Regions from separate parts of the Macaca mulatta genome. Here region 2 is linked to region 1. Evidence: chromatin contacts called from public Hi-C data. All regions are on one chromosome and are shown on one strand. Each heading gives the region's core, a stretch centred on a gene start, on an enhancer-like site or on the middle of the called end of the contact. The rest is flanking DNA. Distances are from core to core; before and after follow the strand shown. Region 1 holds the start of ZFPL1 (zinc finger protein like 1). Region 2 holds the start of PPP2R5B (protein phosphatase 2 regulatory subunit B'beta).

Evidence for each region. A called contact is a pair of places that touch in the nucleus more often than the background predicts.
Region 2: a contact with region 1 is called in a Hi-C map of CD4 T cells, with 2.3 times the contacts expected there. The contact joins the promoter of PPP2R5B here to the promoter of ZFPL1 in region 1. A contact is called at or near these places in 4 of 14 Hi-C or Micro-C datasets (CD4 T cells, fetal cortex germinal zone, fetal cortical plate and 1 more).

The regions. Positions count from the first base shown.
Region 1 is chr14:9,300,481-9,307,249 of T2T-MMU8v2.0, reverse strand. ZFPL1 (zinc finger protein like 1) reads left to right here and starts at 3,813. Exons shown (of 8, transcript XM_077962416.1): 1 at 3,813-3,969; 2 at 4,268-4,390; 3 at 4,701-4,900; 4 at 5,993-6,186; 5 at 6,295-6,367; 6 at 6,503-6,649. The coding sequence starts at 4,810. It overlaps CDCA5 (cell division cycle associated 5), which reads right to left and starts at 3,744. Exons shown (of 10, transcript XM_077962403.1): 1 at 3,526-3,744; 2 at 3,223-3,317; 3 at 3,079-3,144; 4 at 2,958-2,993. The coding sequence starts at 3,571.
Region 2 is chr14:9,463,654-9,470,422 of T2T-MMU8v2.0, reverse strand. It overlaps PPP2R5B (protein phosphatase 2 regulatory subunit B'beta), which reads left to right and starts at 3,013. Exons shown (of 13, transcript XM_077962399.1): 1 at 3,013-3,354; 2 at 3,796-4,257; 3 at 5,036-5,232; 4 at 6,113-6,214; 5 at 6,376-6,468; 6 at 6,599-6,729. The coding sequence starts at 4,059.

The DNA.
Region 1 (6,769 bases), core at 2,564-5,063:
AGGTAGTGGGAACAGAAGGTGCAAAAACCCTGAGGCCACAGCGTACTAGTCAGGGTCAAAGAACAAGAGGCCAGCGTGGCTGAAGTGAAGGAAAGAGGAAGAAACTGAAGATGAAGTTCAAGAGGTAACGGGTGGCCAGACATGGTGGCTCATGCATATAATCCCAGCACTTTGGGAAGCTGAGGTGGGTGGATCACCTGAGGTCAGAAGTTCGAGACAAGTCTGGCCAACATAGTGAAACCGTCGCTACTGAAAATACAAAAAAATTAGCCAGGCGTGGTGGCAGGTGCCTGTAATCCCAGCTACTTGGGAGGCTGAGGCAGGAGAATCAACTGAACGTGGGAGGCGGAGGTTGTAGTGAGCCGAGATTGCGCCACTGTGCTCCAGCCTGGGTGACAGTACAAGACTCCAACTCAAAAAAAAAAAAAAAGGCCAGCACGGTGGCTCACACCTGTAATTCCAGCACTTTGGGAGGCCGAGGCGGGCGGATCACGAGGTCAGGAGATCGAGACCACCCTGGCTAACATGATGAAACCCCATCTCCACTAAAAATACAAAAAAATTAGCTGGGCCTGGTGGCGGGCACCTGTAGTCCCAGCTACTTGGGAGGCTGAGGCAGGAGAATGGCATGAACCCGGGAGGCAGAGCTTGCAGTGAGCCAAGATTGCGCCACTACACTCCAGCCTGGGCGACAGAATGAGACTCCGTCTCAAAAAAACAAAAAACAGGGAAGCTGAATAAATTGGTGGTCACCACTGACTACCACTTCCTCATCCTCTGTAGCCAAGCAGTCACCCAGGTCCTGGCAACTTTATCCTGTTTGATGTACCATGAATCTCAGTCAGTCAACAAGAATGAGTGGCTACTAGGAAAGGCAGAAGTCCCTACCCTCAAGGTGCCTATGTTCTTAGAGAGGAGAGAAAGACATCAAACATGCAAGAAAATACACTATAAGAACTGGTAAGGATCAGGCACAGTGGCTCATGCCTATAATCCCAACACTTTAGGAGGCCAAGGTGGGAGGATCACTTAAGTCCAGGAGTTCAAGACCAGCCTGGGCAACATAGTGAACCCTCATCTCTACAAAAAAAATTAGAGAAAGCATAAAAAAATTAGCCAGGCATGGTGGTGTGCGACTGTAGTCCCAGCTACTTGAGAGGCTGAGGAAGGAGGATCTGCAGTGAGTCAAAATCTCACCACTGTGCTCCAGCCTGGGTGACAGAGCAAGACCTTGTCTTTAGAACTGGTAAGGCCTAAGAGAATTACATAGAGAAATGTGCCAGCAATAGGATAAGGGTGATCAGGGAAGGCCTCTGGGGAGGGATTCCGTCTGAACCCAGTACTGTGTGTCATCCTGGCTTTAGCTCACGCCCTTGGCTTCATGCTTCAGAATTCCTGGACTTCACGTCATTCCACTGGTCTTGGAGCCCCAAGGTAGCGCTTCTCCAAACCATTCTCCCCACAGCTCCCAGAAGGGTCTTTCTTAAAACATTCAAACTTGACTCAGGGCCGGGCGCGGTGGCTCAAGCCTGTAATCCCAGCACTTTGGGAGGCCGAGGCGGGCGGATCACGAGGTCAGGAGATCGAGACCATCCTGGCTAACACGGTGAAACCCCGTCTCTACTAAAAATACAAAAAACTAGCCGGGCGCGGTGGCGGGCGCCTGTAGTCCCAGCTACTCCGGAGGCTGAGGCAGGAGAATGGCCTAAACCCGGGAGGCGGAGCTTGCAGTGAGCTGAGATCTGGCCACTGCACTCCAGCCTGGGTGACAGAGCAAGACTCCGTCTCAAAAAAAAAAAAAAAAAAAAAAAAAAAAAACAAACTTGACTCAGTCACTACCTTACCCAGAACTCTCCAAAGGCTGCCCACAGACCCAAGAATGAAGCCCAAGTCATGAGTGTGGCTTTTGTGCCTCATCGGGCTCTGCTCTGCCTTAGGGTGCCCCCTCCCCTGCTGAGGTCTGCTGCAGACACTAAACAAATTGCTATTCCCCAAACCTTGTGATTTTTCTTTAAATTCCCAATCTCTGCAAACATGGCTTCTTCTTTGGCCTGGAACCCCCCCTTTTTTTTTTGAGATGGAGTCTTGTTTTGTCGCCCAGGCTGGAGTGCAGGGGTACGATCTTGGCCCACTGCAACTTCCGCCTCCTGGGTTCAAGCGATTCTCCTGCCTCAGCCTCTTAAGTAGCTGGGACTACAGGCATGTGCCACCATGCCTGGCTAATTTTTGTATTTTTAGTAGAGACAGGGTTTCATCATGTTGGCCAGGCTAGTCTTAAACTCTTGACCCAAGTGATCTGCCTGCCTCGGCCTCCCAAAGTGTTAGGATTACAGGTGTGAGCCACTGCACCCACCCTCTACTTGTCTTTAAAGACTCAGTTTAAATGTTTCTTCTTCCATGAAACATTCCCTGAGCCACATGGTCTGGGTTAGCCACCATCATAGCATCTAGTATTCCTTATTGCAGTCCCAGTACACAACGCTGCCATCACTGGTCATTTGTCTTTCTCCCTAGTTGACTCTAAGCCCTATCAGCTGTTCAAAGGAGTTCACATTTCTCATTCATTATGTCTTCAGATTGTCTATTAATGAAACATCCTTTGACAATAGCTTGTGCTAAAACTGTAAAAATGTCATACACATGACTTATCTTAGAACACCCATAAATGAAAGCTAAAGGCAAAATGGATTAGAAAGGCAGTATGTGGAGTTAAGACATCGCTCAGTTTTTACATGAAGTTCCAGGAAAATGGTAGAAATACACAAGGCATAAAAAGTTAAGTGTATTAAGTCTTCAGGGAGTACTCAAGACTGGCAATGCATGCAGGTGCCCAAAGGCAAACTGTTTTTGTAGTACTGCAAAACAGCTCCCTGGGCAGATGTGAGCAGCCAATGTGTGCTGTCCACCTCTAGAGTGACCCAGATTCTACTTAATTAAGTAGATGAAAGTGAACTCACCCTAGGGCTCCTGCGAGGTGACTGGACAGCTGGGACCTGCGGGGTACAATACCAATTGATCTCATAGCTGGCCCCCAGTTTCGCCCGCCTACTCACCCACAACACCCTCCTTAGCCTTTACCTCTACAGCATGGGCCACGATCCTCTTTAAAACGATGGGCTTTCTGATTGCAGCCGCACTGGGTGTCTGGAGAAGAGGGATGAACGTGAGCTCAACATTAGGTGAGGGGCCACAAGGGGAGGAAGTGAGAAACCTGGGGCTCACCTTCGGCCAGATTTCAGGGAGGATGCTCGGGAGTTCAGAGCCTGATTTCCGCTGGGACCTCCGCAGAGGCTTAGTAGGAGATGGGGCCCTTGGCCCTGGAAAGAGAAAAAAGTTAAGTGGTAGAGGAGGACTCTAGACCTTAGAGTCCAGAGAACAGGTTCTAGAGACAGCGAGAAAATTCCCAAACAAGCCCTTCTAAGGGCGCCTCCTCTGGAGGCAGCAGCGGGAGGGAAGGGCAATCTTTCACAGGACTGCGTCCCCCAAACGGCTCGACCTCACGTCTCCCGCGCGCCCTCCGCTCACCGGAGCGCTGAGCGGCTCCTCCGGACCGCGTTCGCCTCCCAGACATAACTAAGCTCGGTCTCGAGCTCCTCCAGCGCCGCCGCCCCGGGCGCGCGCCAACGGGGAAGGCCACTCGCTGCAAAAAACTTTCGAATTACCCGCCCTGCGGAGAAGGAAGCGGAAGTGACGTAGGGACAGAGGTCCGCGGCGCCCGGGCCCCCTCTCTTTTCCACCGGTCTTCACGTCTAGCGTCAGCGGAGGCGTGGCCCAGGGGTGCGATGGCGTCATCAGGGCGCGCCGCACCCGGAAGAGACGTGGCAGCGGAGGGATAATCGGGGCGGCCGGGGCTGAAGGGAGCGGAGCAAGATCCTTGGAGAGCGTGGTCCCTGCCCTTCCTCGCCTCGAAGCATCGCTGCCGCCCTTCGGAACTGGTGCAGCGGCCGATCAGTAAACACAGAGACTGGGGTCTGTAGAGAAGGGGCGGGGCTTGGAGGGGGTGGGGCTCAGGGGAGGCCTTGGGGGCGGGGCCGGTGGTATCGGGGAGTCGCTGATGGAGGGGCCTGGCCGGGGGCGGGATCCAGAAGGATTGAGGGGTCGCCGGAGGTGGGATTTATGCAGGGAGTGTTTCCCCGCATAAGGAGGAACAGTGGGCAGAAATCTTGGGTCGGGGCGAATAAGAGAGTGTCTGGGGGAGTTAAGAGTGGAAACTGGGCTGGTGAGAGCGTAGTGGTGGCCACCAGAACCTGGCTTCCTACCAACTCAGGTCCCTTTCCCAGGATCGATCATGGGGCTTTGTAAGTGCCCCAAGAGAAAGGTGACCAACCTGTTCTGCTTCGAACACCGGGTCAACGTCTGCGAGCACTGCCTGGTAGCCAATCACGCCAAGGTGGGGCCTTCAGGGGAGCGACTGAGCAGGGCACTGGGTGGGCAAGGCGGTATTGGCTTCCTCCAAATCAATGAGGGTCCCCGCGCTAGAATGTAAGCCCCACAAGGGCAAGGACTTGGTTTATTTTGTTCACTGATATATCCCCCGCCCCCAAGAGAGAGTCTGGCGCACAGTATGTGCTCAATAAATATTGATTGAACAAACAAAAGGATGAGTCTCCTCTGTGACTAGAGAAAAAGAGACTGTCAGACCTTGGGGTGATAGGCCGAGCAGCCCCAGCACCAGTTGTGACATCTCTCTCCCACTCCAGTGCATCGTCCAGTCCTACCTGCAATGGCTCCAAGATAGCGACTACAACCCCAATTGCCGCCTGTGCAACATACCCCTGGCCAGCCGAGAGACGACCCGCCTTGTCTGCTATGGTGAGGCCTTGGCACCTCGGGGGGATCAGGCCAGCCTCAGGGACCAGCTTGGTGACTGGTTTCCAGGCCCTCCTCAAGCAGCAGGACAGTGAGTCCCCCAAGTCTCAGAACCCAGATTCTAGTCATATTAAAGTTCCTTACCTGCTCTGTAAGTTCAGGCAAGTTATTCTTCCTTTCTAGGCCTCACTGTCTTTCCTAAAAATTAAAGCTCCTAGTTCCTCTTTCCTAAAAATTCAGACCTGCCAATCTGGAGGTTTGAGCGAGAGCCAGTCAAGCTTATGTGTATGCTGGTGGCCGTGACTATCAGCTAGCCAGACCGGCATGTCGCTTTCAGATATTCAGGATCCACCACTGATTCCAAGTCTAAACAGAGAGGAAGTGAGTTTCCCACATTAAAGTTAGCTAAAAGAAGTCAGCAGACATATGTGTCATGACTTTGACCTGAATCTGGAGTAAGAGCCTTAGCTCCAGTTTTTGAAGGAGCTCATGCAAGAGGCAGCTCCATATGTGTTTTTCCTTATGAGTGCGTGTGTGTACTTGCAGGCACTTAATGTACACTGTGTGTTTAAATGAGTGTTAGTGTGTTGATTAGTACTTGGGGGTGAATGAATGGGTAATGTATGTACGTAAACATATGAACACAGGTGTGTTGTGGGAGTACAAGAGAATGCATGGTTGAATGTGCCTGAGTGTTAGCAAACCTGTGAGTGTATAGATGTGTATGTGTGAGGGCTCCTGTGCCCATAGTGTAGATATAGTGAATGCTACTTGTGTTTGATTATGTGCTTATAAAGCATATGTACATGTGTGCCCAGGGATGTGTACATGCATATGTGTGCCTGTGTGTATATCAAGGAACCTTTTCTGAAACTGTTCATTATTAGCCATTAGCCCAAAGAGTATGATGAGTGCAGGCCCAGAGAGGACTCACTGAAAGGAGAGGTGGCGTTTCTTCCCACCCAAACTTACCCCTGTGAGCTGGACAGCTTGGTAGCACTGCCTGGACTTAGATGGTGATAGCCAAGAAGACTGATGTTTTAGGGAACAGGACGGGGAGGAGAAGGCTCTGGCACACACGTGTGTCCATATGTCCTGCAATGGTTTGGGGGCTATTGCTAGGCTAGGAGCCCTAAGTGTCTTCTTCCTCATGTCTCTTCTCCCCTGTCTCATGGGCCCTAAGATCTCTTTCACTGGGCCTGCCTCAATGAACGTGCTGCCCAGCTACCCCGAAACACGGCACCTGCCGGCTACCAGTGCCCCAGCTGCAATGGCCCCATCTTCCCCCCAACCAACCTGGCTGGCCCTGTGGCCTCCGCACTGAGAGAGAAGCTGGCCACGGTCAACTGGGCCCGGGCAGGACTGGGCCTCCCTCTGGTGAGAGTCCCTCTGTCTGTCTGACCATCCATCTGCCCTGGGCCCCACCTGAGCCAGATGGGTGGGGACAGTACTAGGCAGCCTGGTGACCCAGATTCCCTCCTCCAGATCGATGAGGTGGTGAGCCCAGAGCCCGAGCCCCTCAACACGTCTGACTTCTCTGACTGGTCTAGCTTTAATGGTAAGTGGTGGCTTCCACCGACTGTCTGGGCTTTAGCCTCCCTGCTCTGCTGACAGCTCCATTGGTCTACAGTCACATGCTCTACCCCTGAGCTCTACCCACTACTTCTGCTGATGGCTCTCTTTCCGCCCACAGCCAGCAGTACCCCTGGACCAGAGGAGGTAGACAGCGCCTCTGCTGCCCCAGCCTTCTACAGCCAGGCCCCCCGGCCCCCGGCTTCCCCAGGCCGGCCCGAGCAGCACACAGTGATCCACATGGGCAATCCTGAGCCCTTAACTCATGGTGAGCCTGGGAGTGACCCAGGCCGCGGAAGGATAGAAAGAGGGTGGTGGAGTGGTTTGTGTACGGGGAGCTTGAGGATCCAGAGAGAGACCCACCTGGAGGAACCTGTCCTCAATCCAG
Region 2 (6,769 bases), core at 1,764-4,263, 160 kb before region 1:
CTCAAGGCTGGGTGGAGTGGAGGAAGGAGATCCCAGGCAGATGGCAGGGAACTAGGTGTCCAGGCCAGAGAAGCTCCTCTAGGTAGCTCAGGGGCAGCCAGGAGAACAGGGGGATCTGGACACACCTCAAAAAACAAACTTCATCTATAAATACATGGAACTTCATCTATACATTGTACAACTAAAATGGGTGACTGTTTTTTTTGTTTTGAACATATATCTGTTGTTGCATATAACATAATGTAATGCATTTCGTTTAAATTGTGGTAAAAGCCACACATGGTGGCTCACACTTGTAGTCCCAGCACTTTGGGAGGCCAAGGTGGGAGGATCACTTGAGCCTAGGAGTTAGAGACCAGTCTGGGCAACATGACAAAACCCTATCTCTACAAAAAATACAAAAAATTAGCCAGGAGTGGTAGTATGCACCTGTGGTCCCAGTTACTCCGGACTGAGGCTGAGGTGGGAGGATTGCTTGAATCCGGGAGGCAGAGGTTGCAGTGAGCCAGGATCACGCCACTGCAAAAAAAAAAAAAAAAAAAAAAAAAAAAGCCAGGTGCAGTGGCTCACACCTGTAATTAGGAGCATTTAGGAGGCTGAGGCAAATGGATCACTTGAGCTCAGGAGTTTGAGACCAGCCTGGGCAACATGGCGAAACCCTGTCTCTACCAAAAAAACAAAAATTAGCCCGGCATGATGGCGCATGTCTGTGTTTCCAGCTACTTGGGAGGCTGAGGCAGGAGGACTGCTTGGGCCCGGGAGGCAGAGGTTGCAGCAGTGAGCCGAGATGGTGCCACTGCACTCAAGCCTGGGTGACAGAGTGAGACTCTCTCTCAAAAACAAAAAAAAGAATATTCAACCTTGCATACCCCCAAGTGACACTGTGCCTATTTCGAGACCCAGTTCAAATGCCACCACTTCAAAAGTCTTTTTTTTCAACCAGGTACGGTGGCTCACGCCTGTAATCCCAGCACTTTGGGAGGCCGAGGCGGGCGGATCACGAGGTCAGGAGATTGAGACCATCCTGGCTAACACCATGAAACCCCATCTCTACTAAAAACACACAACAAAATTAGCTGGACTTGGTGGCAGTTACCTGAAGTTCCAGCTATTTGGGAGGCTGAGGCAGGAGAATGGTGTGTGAACCTGGGAGGCGGAGCTTGCAGTGAGTGGAGATCGCGCCACTGCACTCCAGCCCGGGCGACAGAGCGAGACTCCATCTCAAAAAAAAAAAGTTTTTTTCTTCCAAAAGTCTTATGCCTCTCCTCTACTCTTCAGTGCCCCAGTTCTCAAATGGAGCACTTTTGTTTTTGTTTTATTTTTGAGACACGGTCTCTGTCACCCAGGCTGGAGTGCGACAGCACAATCATGGCTTACTGCAGCCTCTAACTCCTGGGCTCATGTGATCTTCCCACCTCAGCCTCCCAAAGTATCAAGATTACAAGTGTGAGCTATCACACCTGGCCTTAGCACTTCCTTTATATAAAACACCAGTCCTGTGTGGTCAGTCTAGCCTTGAGACCAGGGCACTGGTACCCAGGGGGCTTGTGGAGGTGGGCTGCAGCCATCTGGGAGGTGGAGGCCTGCCCTCTGGCCCCAACTTTTGATGACACGCTGTGTGACTCTGGGCAAGGCGCTTCTCCTCTCTTGGCCTCAGGGTCCTTGCCTGGCTGCAGAGGCTCTGTGGGCCTGCCCTCCCTCAGCTTGTTCAGGGATGCAGAAGAGCCTGGGAGGTGGGCAAGGAGGGAGATCATGGATTCCCACCGGACAGACAGGGACACCAAGGGCCGGATGGGCAAGGCTGCCGGAGGTTCCTGAGCAAGCAGAGCACTTGCTGGGTCTCCAGTGCTGGGGTCCTGGACCCCAGCCTGGTGAACTGCGGCCCTCAGTGCAGGCCTCTGTCTTCTGTTGCTTTGGTAGATGGGCACCTCTCGCACACCCAGGCTTCCTCTGCAAGCCATTCCGGGAGGATGGCTGGGCGGTTCCACTGGAGCACTGAGTGGTCACCAAGACCCAAAGCAGGATGGGGCAGACTCTGAAAAGGCCCCTAGCCCCTTCCTGGACCTCATTACCTGGTCTCATCACCCTTTCCTGCTGCTCACCGTGGACCAGCTGCTTATCCAGGCAACATTTCAGGGTGGAGATTTCACAGCAGTGTAGTGGGATGGAGTTCAGGGCTATAAAGAGTGTTGGGGTCCAGGATCCTAGGAGGGGGCCCAGGACTGCAGGCTGGGAACTTTTGGTCAGCATGCCGAACTCCTGCCTTGCACACCAGCAGTGGGATTTTGAGCAAGAGACACTGTCCCACCCAGCACATCTTAGGGCCCAGCGGGGCTGAAAGGTCCATCCGGGAAGGCCAGGCTGCCTGGGATGAGGTGGCAGCTCCAGGAGAAAACCTCCTCTCGGGCTTTGCCACTCCAGGACTGGCCCTTTAAACTGGAGACCATGATGTCACTATAGACAGCAAGGGACGGGAGGGGGACTGCAGGCCTGAGGATGGACTGCATTTCCCAGCAGCCTTGAGTGCACCACACCCCTCCCAGCAAGCACTGACTCATAGAAGACTTTTAACTAGTCCAGTGCTGGTTTCCAAGGGGTTTCTGAAGTGTCTCTTGGTTCTGGGGTGAGGGTGAGGTTCCTAGGGGGATGGCCTAGGGCATAGAAGGCCCAGGCCAAATCTGTGGGCCTGGCATAGCTGGCTGCGACTCCTTCCTGTCAGTGTCCTGGCATCACCCCACTTTTCTGGTGCAAACTCCTAAGCCCTCCTCTTTCGCTATTCTGCCTCCCTTCCAGAATCCACGCTTCCCGCCCCCAGCTAGAGCCCATCCCACTCTGCTCTCTGGCTTCAAAAGCTTCGGCCTTCACCCCAGAGTCTGCCCTCAAGGGTGTCCCCTTTGGTCTGGCAGCTCACTTTAAACGGCACGGGGACTACATCTCCCAGCGGCCCCGGGCCTTCCTGACGCAGCCCCCACTTTCAGCCCGCGGGGAGGTGCGGGCCGGGCGGGGGGAGGTGACTTGATGTCATCCTGAGCAGCTGGGCGGCGGGTGCCGGTGCGCACGGAGCCGAGCCGGGGCTCCCGCTGCGCTGCACCGCGCTGGGTCGGAGTCCCAGGACTTCAGCGGAGATCCGCGCGCTGCGAAGGCCGGTGCAGAGCCCGCCGAGCGCCCGGTCCCGGCCCGGGGCTGAGTTGGGGGCATGCTCCAGCCCCCCCGGAGCCCGGGAGAGAACCCAGGAGCGCCGCCGCCCAGCCCCAGCGCCCCGAGCGGAACCGCTACGAAGGGGCCCTGAACGGCTGTCGCCCTCCCCACGGGCAGCCCCCGCGGGTTGGCGACCGAAGTCTGGGTTTCCGAGAAGTGAGTGTCCCCCACCCCATGAGGTTTGGGGGGCCAGGAAGGAGGAGCTGAGGTGGGGGAGGGTGCCGGGTTCTAGGAGCGGGGTGGCATCGGGACAGCACCTCCAGTCTTGGGGTTGTCCCAAGAGGCCGGGGTTAGTGGAGCAGCGATGCGTTCCATTCTGAAAAGGGCAGGGATGACGATCGGGGCTCCATTCTGAGTCGGGGCTGGCTTGGGGGATAGGCCCTATTCTGGGAGGGGTTGTTTTGGAGCCTTTCTGTCTGAGAGAAGGGAGGAACATGTCCAGGATGGGAGGGGGCTGCACCCCTATTTTAGGGTCTGGGCAAGGATAGGAGGGAAAAGACCTGGCGCTCCACACAGCCTGCCGGCTCTCCTGAGGAACTGACGGGCTTTCTCTGTCTCTTTCTTGCTGACCTTTCTGCCTGACTTCGTTTTCAAAAGAGCCAGGGTGGGAACCCTAACTGGACTCTTCAGGACCCCTAGGAAGGATCTGAGGCCTGAGCCATCCTCCTTTCTACCCTGCCTGCCCCCCAGGACTGGGCAGTTGCCGGAGGCCCTGGGGGGGGGCCCAGGACTGTGGTTGTGCCCCCCCCCCACGACCGGACAGGATGGGACCAAGTTAGTCTGTCCAGTCTCACCCAGCACCTCCCAGGCCCAGAGAGAACCCCCGGGGCTCTGAAAGCTTGACCTGCCGCCTGACCGCCATGGAGACGAAGCTGCCCCCTGCAAGCACCCCCACCAGCCCCTCCTCCCCCGGGCTGTCGCCTGTGCCCCCACCCGACAAGGTGGACGGCTTCTCCCGCCGTTCGCTCCGCAGAGCCCGGCCCCGGCGCTCCCACAGCTCCTCTCAGTTCCGCTATCAGAGCAACCAGCAGGAGCTCACGCCACTGCCCCTGCTCAAAGGTGAGCTGGCTGCTGGCCACCAGGGGAACCGAGCCCCCGAGGGGACCAGCAGGGCCGTGGGGTGGGGTGGGAGGCAGCAGGCAACTGCCAAGAGAGAGAGTTTGGATACCCCTCCAGGCTAGGTTCTATGCCGTCAGAACTGACCCCAGCCCTCCAGCCCTCTCTGCTGACGCATGGCCTGACTGGCCTGTCATCCTTGGAGGTGGGACATCCGAAGGTGGCGCCACCCTAGGGGCAGACCAGGGCCAAGGGTGGGGCCCATAGCCTGGGTTCCAGGGGCCACTATCAGCCCAGCCAGCTGCCGGATCCCGGGAGCAGGCTCTTGGCAGGGTTCCCTGGGATCACCACGTAGCTCCCTTCCCCAGCCCTGGGCCACAGGGGCCAGACTGGCCAAGCCTGAGGACACCATAGAGATCCTTGGCCCTGAACCCCTCCCCATTTCTGGCCCTTAGAACAGGGTGCCACCTGAGAGGGAGGCAGCAGCTGTTTGGGGCACCTGTGGAAAGCCTCTGCATCCAGGATTTGTGATCTCGTTTTAAAAATCGGGCCACCGTACTCTCTGAGCCTGGATTAGGAGGAAGAAAAGCAACCCTCAACCCCCAGGAACGGAGGAAGGGACAGTAGTTGTCTGCCGTCTGCAAGGAGCAGGAGATGGCACAAGAGCATGGGGGCTGGGGGCAGCAGAGACTGCCCTGGAGATTAGGAGGGTCTGTCCCACCCAGAGCTGGGGCAGCGGGGGGAGCTGGGGTTCAGGCTCAGGATGCCCTCCCCTCCCCAGATGTGCCAGCTTCTGAGCTGCACGAGCTGCTGAGCCGGAAGCTTGCCCAGTGTGGGGTGATGTTTGACTTCTTGGACTGTGTGGCTGACCTCAAGGGGAAGGAGGTGAAGCGGGCGGCCCTCAACGAGCTGGTGGAGTGTGTGGGGAGTACCCGGGGTGTCCTCATCGAGCCCGTCTACCCAGACATCATCCGCATGGTAAGCACCTGCCACCCAGGCTCCAAGGGTCAGCCAAGAGGGTGCGTGAGCCCCGTGACCTGTCCACAGGACCCCTGCGTGGAGAATAACCCTGCACTCATCGGCTTGGCCTTAGTCCACGTCCTCCTTCCCCGTGACCCGCTGCTGCCCGACACCCACTGAATGCCTCCGGGCCTGCCCCACCTTCACACCTTTGCTTATACTTGCCTGAGGCCTGGAGTGCTCTACCCCAGAGGCTCAGGTGCTGCCTCTGCCGAGAAGCTGCTCTCAATGCCCAAGCTGGAAATCTCTCTTTTCCTGCCCATAGACCTCACAGCTTCCAACCTTGTTCTCCTCACTGGATTGCACCTGCCTAGAAGGCAGGGATGTGTCCCATTCACCCTTGGGTTCCCAGCCCCTGGCCCAGGTCTTGCACGAACTAGGCGTTCAGGTGATGATTGCCCAAGGAATGAACTGCTTGCTGGGGCAGGTGCTGAAATCAACCTGTTAGAACTTTGAATGAGGGCCGGGAGCAGCAGCTCACATCTGTAATCCCAGCACTTTGGGCTGAGGCAAGAGGATCACTTGAGGCAAGGGGTTCGAGACCAGCCTGACAGTGAGACTACATCACTACAAACATTAAAAAATTTGCCGGGCATGGTGGTGTGCTACTGTAGTCCAGCTACTCAGAGGGCTGAGGTGGGAGGATGGCTTGAGCCTGGGAGGTTGAGGTTGCAGTGAGTCAAGATTGCACCACTGTGCTCCAGCTTGGGCAACAGAGCGAGACCTTGTCTTGGGAAAGAAAAAAAAAAAAGAAAGGAAGAAAGAATTTTGAATGAGGGACTCCCTGGCTTCCGGCTTCAAGGGCTTTTCCTTAATGAACCCCACCTCTGCCACTCAGATCTCAGTGAATATCTTCCGGACTCTGCCGCCCAGTGAGAACCCTGAATTTGACCCTGAAGAGGATGAGCCCAACCTTGAGCCTTCGTGGCCACACCTGCAGGTCCGAAGGGTTGGGGAAGACAGAGATCCAAGTTTCGGAGAGATCCAAGGCATGGGGAAAGGGCCTCTTTAACCCCTAGACGGTTGGATGAGGGCCATAGGGTGGAATGAGTGGGTGAGGCTGTTACTGAACTCACCTTTTTGTCTGTCCCCCTCCCCCAGCTGGTATATGAGTTTTTCCTGCGTTTCTTGGAGAGCCCAGACTTCCAGCCCTCCGTGGCCAAGAGATATGTGGATCAAAAGTTTGTCCTGATGGTGAAGTGGGGAGCCCAGGCTGGGTGGTACCACAAGGCAGGGGCAGGCTCTCTGAGGGGCCAGGGATAGGATGGAAGCAACCCGGGGTGGACCTTTCCCCTGACCCTGACCCTGACTCTGGTTCCTACAGCTCCTGGAGCTATTTGACAGTGAGGACCCCCGGGAGCGTGAGTACCTCAAGACCATCCTGCACCGGGTCTACGGCAAGTTCCTGGGTCTCCGGGCCTACATCCGCAAACAGTGCAACCACATCTTCCTCCGGTGAGTGGCTGCTGCCTGCCCAGCAGAGACCTGGAGAGGG